2 separate regions of the Cyprinus carpio genome follow, and region 2 is linked to region 1. Evidence: chromatin contacts called from public Hi-C data. All regions are on one chromosome and are shown on one strand. Each heading gives the region's core, a stretch centred on a gene start, on an enhancer-like site or on the middle of the called end of the contact. The rest is flanking DNA. Distances are from core to core; before and after follow the strand shown. Region 1 overlaps LOC109068421 (anion exchange protein 3-like). Region 2 overlaps LOC109106806 (insulin-like growth factor-binding protein 2-B).

Region 1 (4,308 bases), core at 1,083-3,582:
GAACAGCATTTGTTTGAAATGTATATATATATATATATATATATATATATATATATATATATATATATAATATTATATATATATATATATATATATATATATATATATAATATATATATATATATATATATATACATATTTTTGTAAACTCTTTACTGTCCTTTTTAATCAATTTATTCCTTGCTGACGTATTAATTTCTTAAAGAAAAAAAAATCTTACTGACCTCAAACCAGTATGTGCTGCATTCACTTTCAGTCAGTATCACTATAATCACAAGATTGTTATGATACCAGTGTTTTGTAACAGCAAAGAGGTTTTATGTTTGAGTTTGATGACAATATAATATTTAATCACATTAATTTAAATCACATTAACTTGATAGCATCAGCTGTAATAAAATGACATCAAATGGCAATGAGTTTAGAAGTAATTAACTACCTTCAGCTGCTAAGGCTGCTGCTGTTTGATTTGTTTTTATATGACATCAAAACAGTCAAAAGGGAAAAGTCTGAGCTTGCAGATGCAATTATGAATTTGACAGAAGTTTCTACTACTCCAAAACCTGCAATTACAATGAACACACCAGAAATGTGTTGCGTTGCTTGCTAATCATGTACTTCCTACATTAAAAAAAGTACTTAACATAATCTGTTTATCAGTATATTAAATTGAAATATTTATTGATTAATGATGTGCTTTATCATATTACTGTTGGCATACCATGATTTCACTATGGTTAAAGGGATAGTTCACCTAAAAATGAATATTCTGTTATCATTTACTCACCCTCAAGTTTCTTCCTGCTGCTTAACACAAAATAAGATATTTTTACCAATGTGGGTAACCAAACAGTTTCTGGTCCCCATTGACTTCCATAGTATTTTTTTATTTTCATACTTAAGAAGTCAGTTTCGGAACAACTCAAAGGTGAGTTAAAGACAGAATTTACATTTTTGGGTGAACTATCGCTTTAAGAGGGGGTTTTCATACTCAGCCTTATGTTGTGCATAAGAGCATGATAGTAAAACCATGGTAATGCTGTAATGCATGGTTTGAGTGGCTTACTGCTGTATCAACAACATCTGTTTTATATCTCAGACCACTCAAGTTTTCTAGTTGACATTAATATTTTTTTTTTCAGAGAATACTATTCAATTAAATTAGGTATAAAAACTTGCCTGATTCTGTCAATCCTCACCTCTGTGCAGGCTTGTCTATAGTGATGACAGATGTGCTGCGTCATATTCCTCTGGCTGTGCTGTTTGGGATATTTCTGTACATGGGCATCACGTCTCTTACTGGTATCCAGCTTTATGAGCGAATCACACTCATGGTCACACCTGCTAAACATCACCCGGACCACATCTATGTTACCAAGGTAAGCACTTTTTCCTGAGACTTTGAGGAAGTAGTGATGTTGTTTACAAACGCAGTGCTGACAGCTTATTATATGTGTTTGTGTTTGATTTCCACATGGTAGATGCTACAAGTTTGTACTAAATTGACATCTGGATTCTGTTTGAAAGCTTTCGAAGCACCCACAAGGTGGCGCACAAATCACCATTTCATTTCGCACTTTTTAACACAACCCTAAAAATGAAAACTACTAACCGTATATGACAAATTTGAACACTGTGCATTGTTCAAAAGCCTGAGACTACATTGGAAATCTAGGATTGAAAAGCTCATTTAAAATTTGAAATCAACAAAGTAATGAAACAAAGAAATCTAACAAATAAGAGCTATTTGCACCATTTCTAAGAGACTTATGAAATAAGTTGTGCCTGACAATATACAAAAATAATACATATTACATTTAAAAAAGGCAAAATCGAAGCTTTTTACTATAGACCTTGTCATAATTCTAGGCATGATTTGTTTCACATACAGGTGAAGACATGGCGTATGAACATGTTCACCATCATTCAGTTGCTGTGTATCGCACTGCTGTGGGTCGTGAAGTCGACCGTAGCCTCTCTGGCCTTTCCCTTCATCCTAATCATGACCGTACCTCTGCGTAGACTCATCCTGACCAGGATCTTTGAGGAGAGAGAGCTTGCAGCGGTGAGTTCATGTTGTATTCATGTTTGTCCGAACACAAGCAGCAGTCAGCTGAGAAAACCCACCTGGTGTTGATTTCTTTTTAAAATGTCGTTTTTGTTCTTGCAGTTGGATGCTGATGAGGATTCGCCCAATTTTGATGAAGATGGACGGGATGAGTACAACGAGATCCACATGCTTGTCTAGTCACACGGCTCACCTCTTCTTCACTGACCAATCGAATGCAGGTCTCTGGATAATGGGAATGATTTACAGAATGGGAAGAACTCTGATGCACTGCCCTCTTTCAGAATTATTTCACATGTACTTTGAAAGTTTCTAAACCTCCGTTCTGAAAAGAATCACAGATCATGTTTTGGATACTATTTTCCTTTTTCTCCAAAATGTGGCCTACATGTTTGTCTGCTGCTGCCCAGTGACCTTTGAATATAAGATTAGATACAACCCATGCACCTTAGACCTCCCAAAGTGCAATGACGGTGAGACTAATCCAATAGGTTGGTTCTTACACCTCCTATTCACCCCATCCCAATGCACTGCACCCATGCAGTCCAGACCTACTGCCTGTAGATCTTAGTTGCCTTGTACTTTACTGTAGGCATTGACCACAGAGTCTGAATATTACAGTAGCACGACCTCTCAGTGCCCTTAGAGTGGTCAGTCCCTTTGTTGTGCTTGCAGTCCCTTTAGACGTACTTTATGCAGTAGTGATACTACTTTGATCGATGTATGCAGTAGTTACAATACATTTAAAGGTGCTATAAGTGATTTTTATTATGGAATAGCATGCAAAAAATGTCCCTGCTTCCTGACAGAATTCTTTGGCTTGTGGGGGTTAGCGAAACAGCTAACATTGCTTACAGCACCTTTAATAGGAAAAAAAACAACTAAACATTATTTAGCTCATGATTTCCCTTCCAAACAGATTCACTGCTAAAAGAGTATCTCATTTTAATTTAATTTAATTTTTTTTGTTTCTTTCTTTTATTTCCATCAGAAGTTGATGTTTAGCTGCCAGTTCATGGTTTCATTCCAAACAAATTTGTATTTAAAGTGTATTTATTTTTTTAATCAATTAATTTATTTGTATTAATTATCATCTCATTTGGTTTTGGTTTATTTGTCTTGAAGATTCCCCAAAATATTTGATTTAAAAAAAATTTTTTCTTTGAGCAGCTTAGCTTTTCTTGCTTTATATACATTTAGCATTTAGAATTTCTATAGGTTTTAATGGCCAAATATGTTGCTGTTATAAATATTAGTGCGTTTGTGTGCGCGTTTTCAACATGACCCTTTTCAAAGAACTAATTCCATTCCTTATGCTGTTATACTGCAGTGTATTCGGGAACAGTTCAACTGAGACAGGTTAAAGCCATAAAAAATTTAAAATAGAAAAAAACAATGCTATTTCCAAAGGCTGTCAAACTGCCAGTGAGTGAGAAACTTTGGCTTCGATAAAACATGCTGCCAAATAGTTAGTCAGGTTCATGGAAAGTAGCGACAAACTTTAGCTATTTTAAAAGGAAGCACACGACCTGTCAAAATCTTCGCTAAGCCAACAAATCCACATTTCCCTTGCCTTTAAATCCTTTAAAGGTGATGTGTGTATTTTCTATATTAAAAAATCTTCATTCCAAACACAACTTCATATGCAACAGCATTAAAAACATTGCTCTGTTTGAGCATCCTAATCAACCCGACACGATCAGCCAATGAGTTGAGTTTGGGGCGGGACTAGCAGTTTGACCGACCAATAGGAGATGTGTAGTTTGGAGAAAAATAGAATTTACACACTTCACCTTTAACATCTTCATCTCTGTCTTTTGTTGAACAAAACAGGACGAATTGTTCCATTACACTCATGTTTTGAGTTCGGACAATTGCCTTTAGAGAAAGCTGCCCTTCGGACTGTAAATATTGTGCTGTCCATGAGTGTATTGAATTTGTTTATGTGTAATACAGATTCCTTGGCCTAGTCATGCTAGACTCATTTCATCACAAACACATATTCCACACGTGTTTCTTTTTGCCTCTCGTTTCCCCACTTTTTAGTGTGAAAACAAGAGGAAATTGTGCAATAAAGAAATATCTGTCATGCAGTGCTGTGCTACTCTGAATAGATGTTTAGTTTCTTGGAAAGCACAAGCCTAAGTGCTGCTCTCGAGCCTAAGAGCGGTAAGTGGAGATCTGTGGTTGTGAATGGCAGGTCTTTGAAGCACTTAATGTGAAGCCACACATCAGACGTG
Region 2 (4,308 bases), core at 1,091-3,590, 44 kb after region 1:
GCACGTCACACCATATATGCTGTTAATTTTAAAAATAGTTATGAAAAATCAATCAGGATACCCTGTTGTACTTTTTTTGAATGCATCTGAACAGCATACTGTACATGTAACATCATATACAGATAGTGTATTACAATTAAAATGTACAAACCCGAGTCCAAAAAAGTTGGGACACTACAAATAGTGAATAAAAACAGAATGCAATGATGTGGAAGTTTCAAATTTCAATATTTTATTCAGAATACAACATACTGTAGATGACATATCAAAATGTTTAAACTGAGAAAATGTATCATTTTAAGCGAAAAATAAGTTGATTTTAAATTTCATGGCTTCAACACATCTCAAAAAAGTTGGGACAAAGCCATGTTTACCACTGTGTGGCATCCCCTCTTCTTTTTATAACAGTCTGCAGACGTCTGGGGACTGAGGAGACAAGTTGCTCAAGTTCAGGAATAGGAATGTTGTCCCATTATTGTCTAATACAGGCTTCTAGTTGCTCAACTGTCTTAGGTCTTCTTTGTCGCATCTTCCTCTTTATGATGCGCCAAATGTTTTCTATGGGTGAAAGATCTGGACTGCAGGCTGGCCATTTCAGTACCCGGATCCTTCTTCTACACAGCCATTGATGGTGCCTTTCCAGATGTGTAAGCTGCCCATGCCACACGCACTCATGCAACCCCATATCATCAGAGATGCAGGCTCCTGAACTGAGCGCTGATAACAACTTGGGTTGTCCTTGTCCTCTTTAGCCCAGTTTTCCAAAAAGAACTTCAAATTTTGATTCGTCTGACCACAGAACAGTTTTCCACTTTGCCACAGTCCATTTTAAATGAGCCTTGTCCCAGAGAAAACGCCTGCGCTTCTGGATCATGTTTAGATATGGCTTCTTTTTTGACCTATAGAGTTTTAGCCGGCAACGGCGAATGGCACGGTGGATTGTGTTCACCAACAATGTTTTCTGGAAGTGATGCAGTGCCGTCTAATGGCTGAAGATCATGGGCATCCAGTATGGTTTTCCGGCCTTGACCCTTACGCACAGAGATTGTTCCAGATTCTCTGAATCTTTGGATGATATTATGCACTGTAGATGATGATAACTTCAAACTCTTTGCAATTTTTCTCTGAGAAAAACTCCTTTCTGATATTGCTCCACTATTTTTCGCCGCAGCATTGGGGGAATTGGTGATCCCCTGCCCATCTTGACTTCTGAGAGACACTGCCACTCTGAGAGGCTCTTTTTATACCCAATCATGTTGCCAGTTGACCTAATAAGTTGCAAATTGGTCCTCTAGCTGTTCCTTATATGTACATTTAACTATTCCGGCCTCTTATTGCTACCTGTCCCAACTTCTTTGGAATGTGTAGCTTTTATGAAATCCAAAATGAGCCAATATTTGGCATGACATTTCAAAATGTCTCACTTTCAACATTTGATATGTTATCTATATTCTATTGTGAATAAAATATAAGTTTATGAGATTTGTAAATTATTCCATTCCTTTTTTTACTCACAATTTGTACAGTGTCACAACTTTTTTGGAATCGGGTTTGTAAAACTATTTTAATTTATTTTTTGCATGTTGTACTATATATATACTGTTTTCCTGTAACAGTATTTTTTAAAATAATCATAAAAATGCATCAGGAGACCCTGTTTTGCTGTTTTTTAATGCATCATATGTGAATAGCATCTAAATGTACATTATATAGAGAGTCTTGCTAGTTTGTGAGTGAAACATATGTTGGTTGTGCTCTACTAGATGAGATGTTTCCGATGATGTATGTAAAGGTTATTCAATCTCTGATGTTTTAGCTCATTCCTATCATCAAAAAAAAAAAAAAAAAAAAAAAAGAAAAAAAAAAAAATCAAATTAAACTCATCTGTCAGTAAATTAAGTGGTAGCTAAGAGTTAGAGTCAGATTGTCTGTATGCATTACAAAATTCACATTTTAGGTTTTGAGTAAAGTGTTTTTTTATTTTTATTTTTTAAATGCATTAGTTCTAGTTTAAAGAGTTGAAAACATTGGTAATCAATATCGGTCCAGAAATTTAAATATAAACCATTTTTCCCCACTGAGCTTGTTGCAGTTCATTAAAGAATTGTATTCTTAATTTGTATGTAAGATAGATGTAATGCTGTCTTAATTCAAATATTCTCATTTGAACAGGTTTTGTGCCAGAAGTATGTCTGTGATGCTGAGGTTTTGGAACAGAGTCAGTATGTAACTTGACAAGTGGCACTTGACTTTTCAACAGCGTGTCATGCTTCCTTGGGAGAAGTGAGAGAAAACCGGCCCAGGCCCTGAAAAGAGTTCTTGTCCACTCCCCAACCACACAGCCCACACACTAAGCCTTTGGAAAGAGAGAGGAACTGTGAGTGGGAAGTGTTGCTGGTGTAGGCCCAGGGATGAGAGTGTGGAACAGGGATGCTTCCGAGGAGACGTAATGGCAGGTGTCTGCTGAAGCACGCCCGCCAATAATTTCTTCAATGAGGCAAACTCTGGCAAAGTCGCCCGCTATTTCAGACACTATTCTTAGGTCTGTTACTGACAATTGGGCTTGAAAGTTTAGACCACAGTATTTGGTGCTGGACAATGCTCAGAGTGATCATCCCTCCTTCAGATCTCTAGGCTTTCATACTCATCCTACGCTGACTTCATTCGAGCGGCTCTGGGCTCGTGGCCTGAGGGTTCTGCTTTTTAATGTCGACGGGCCAGACACAGAGCAGATCTGAATGCAGGCAAGAGTTTCAAAGGGCCAGCTAGAGTCCAAGTGACCCGCTCTGTGCAAGTGACGTTACCATAAGGGACACGCAACTAATTTGCCCCATACAAAGTCCAGAAGTACATATTTGCTGTTACAGTACATTTGGACTCCAATACATAGAGGTTTGTTCAGCGGTCTCTGTTCTTTGATGCTGCCCCCAAATTTAAGTTGTCAGAAGAATATGCTGTCTTATTTTCAGAGGACTTTTGAAGAGTCTTTGTTGTTTGGTCCTTTTTTGAGCATAATGTGATGAAATGTTGTTGTTGTAAATATATTTCAAAATTATTAGTAATTACTATTAATTAAAGCTGCAGCTCATAAGTTTTGCCTCTTTGTCACCATCTCTGTTTGAAACCTGCAATTGCAGTTACTTGCAGAGTTTTTTTTTTTTTTTAACGTGGGTTGTGCACCGGCATGGCTCCAGCACGGATGAATCTAATGTTCTGAGGAGTATGTGTGGCTTTTCACTATACTTTGGAATCACAGATTCTAGCCTATATTTTGGAAGTATGACAAAAATATGAATTTTCACTGGATAGTGCTATCTGAATGAGTAAGTAACAAGTCTGACACTTTTGTTTTGACCAACTGAGGAAAAAAGCATTACGATAAATCATGCTACAATGGTGATTGAATCTAATGATCGGTTAGGTCATATCACATCAAACCGTGCAAATTATTGTTACAATTAAACTTTGTATCAAATTGTTCATGCTAACAACATCATTGCATGACTACATATATGTAGTGTGTATTATTGTTACATGTAGATTTAAATTTCTCCATAGTCTAATCTCTAATTGTCTTACCATTCAAATTTCATATAAAGAAATTCTTTTGACACAAAAAGCAAATTATTCTTCCTTAGAACTGGTTCTCTTTAAAATATAAATCTTGTGTAATCACATGTAGGCTATCTGGAATCCGATGCACATTTAAAACCGAATATAACGAATATAAACTGAATATAAAAATTTCAGTGTTTCATAAACAAAAATGCAAATTCTTTAATTCAAAATAATTTAAGCACTCTCACACTGTTTCAAACCTGTAAGACTTTCACAAAATAAGATATTATTTTTTTTTCAAACAATGAAAGTATTTATTTATTTTTTTTTTTTTTACTATTCCTTTAAATAAGGATAAAAGTCTCTTTTTGTTATTAGTACTGTAGGTCACTTGTGATTTGCCAGACACGTTTTGACTTAAAAGGCGCGTATCTCTTCACAGGCCTCTATGACTATCTGAATCAAGAGCTATCATTAATCCCAGCCTTTAACTTTCTCTCTGCCTTGCTTTGATGCGCTGCCAGAACACTGATCCTGGGTTTGCTTTCATTGACAAAAAAGATAGCTTGCGGTCTTTGACAAATTTCTATAAATAATATGTCAATTTGTTATGCAACATCTAACCTAACAGGGCTGTGCAGCATTCACAATTTAATTGACAATAGCTTTTAAGAAGCTATACAGTTCCTGAATTTAAATTTTAATTAAACTGAATTTAATTGGCAGAATACAAAATTCAAAGAAATGTAT

The links. A called contact is a pair of places that touch in the nucleus more often than the background predicts.
Region 2: a Hi-C map of liver shows a contact between it and region 1, with 8 times the contacts expected there. The contact joins two enhancer-like sites. A contact is called at or near these places in 2 of 8 Hi-C or Micro-C datasets (both in liver).

What each region holds. Positions count from the first base shown.
Region 1 is chrB9:28,196,124-28,200,431 of ASM1834038v1, forward strand. LOC109068421 (anion exchange protein 3-like) reads left to right here. Exons shown (of 23, transcript XM_042731802.1): 21 at 1,210-1,379; 22 at 1,892-2,065; 23 at 2,171-2,306. The coding sequence ends at 2,248. Among protein-coding and RNA genes, the nearest start is that of LOC109106806, 30 kb to the right of the region's middle. Within about 2 kb of position 2,333, at least 1 of the 8 cell types and tissues checked has an H3K27ac peak or open chromatin away from gene starts, as enhancers often do. A contact at or near this core is called in liver, where this site is marked.
Region 2 is chrB9:28,240,436-28,244,743 of ASM1834038v1, forward strand. All of the region lies in intron 1 of LOC109106806 (insulin-like growth factor-binding protein 2-B), which reads left to right. Among protein-coding and RNA genes, the nearest start is that of LOC122138525, 14 kb to the left of the region's middle. Within about 2 kb of position 2,341, at least 1 of the 8 cell types and tissues checked has an H3K27ac peak or open chromatin away from gene starts, as enhancers often do. A contact at or near this core is called in liver, where this site is marked.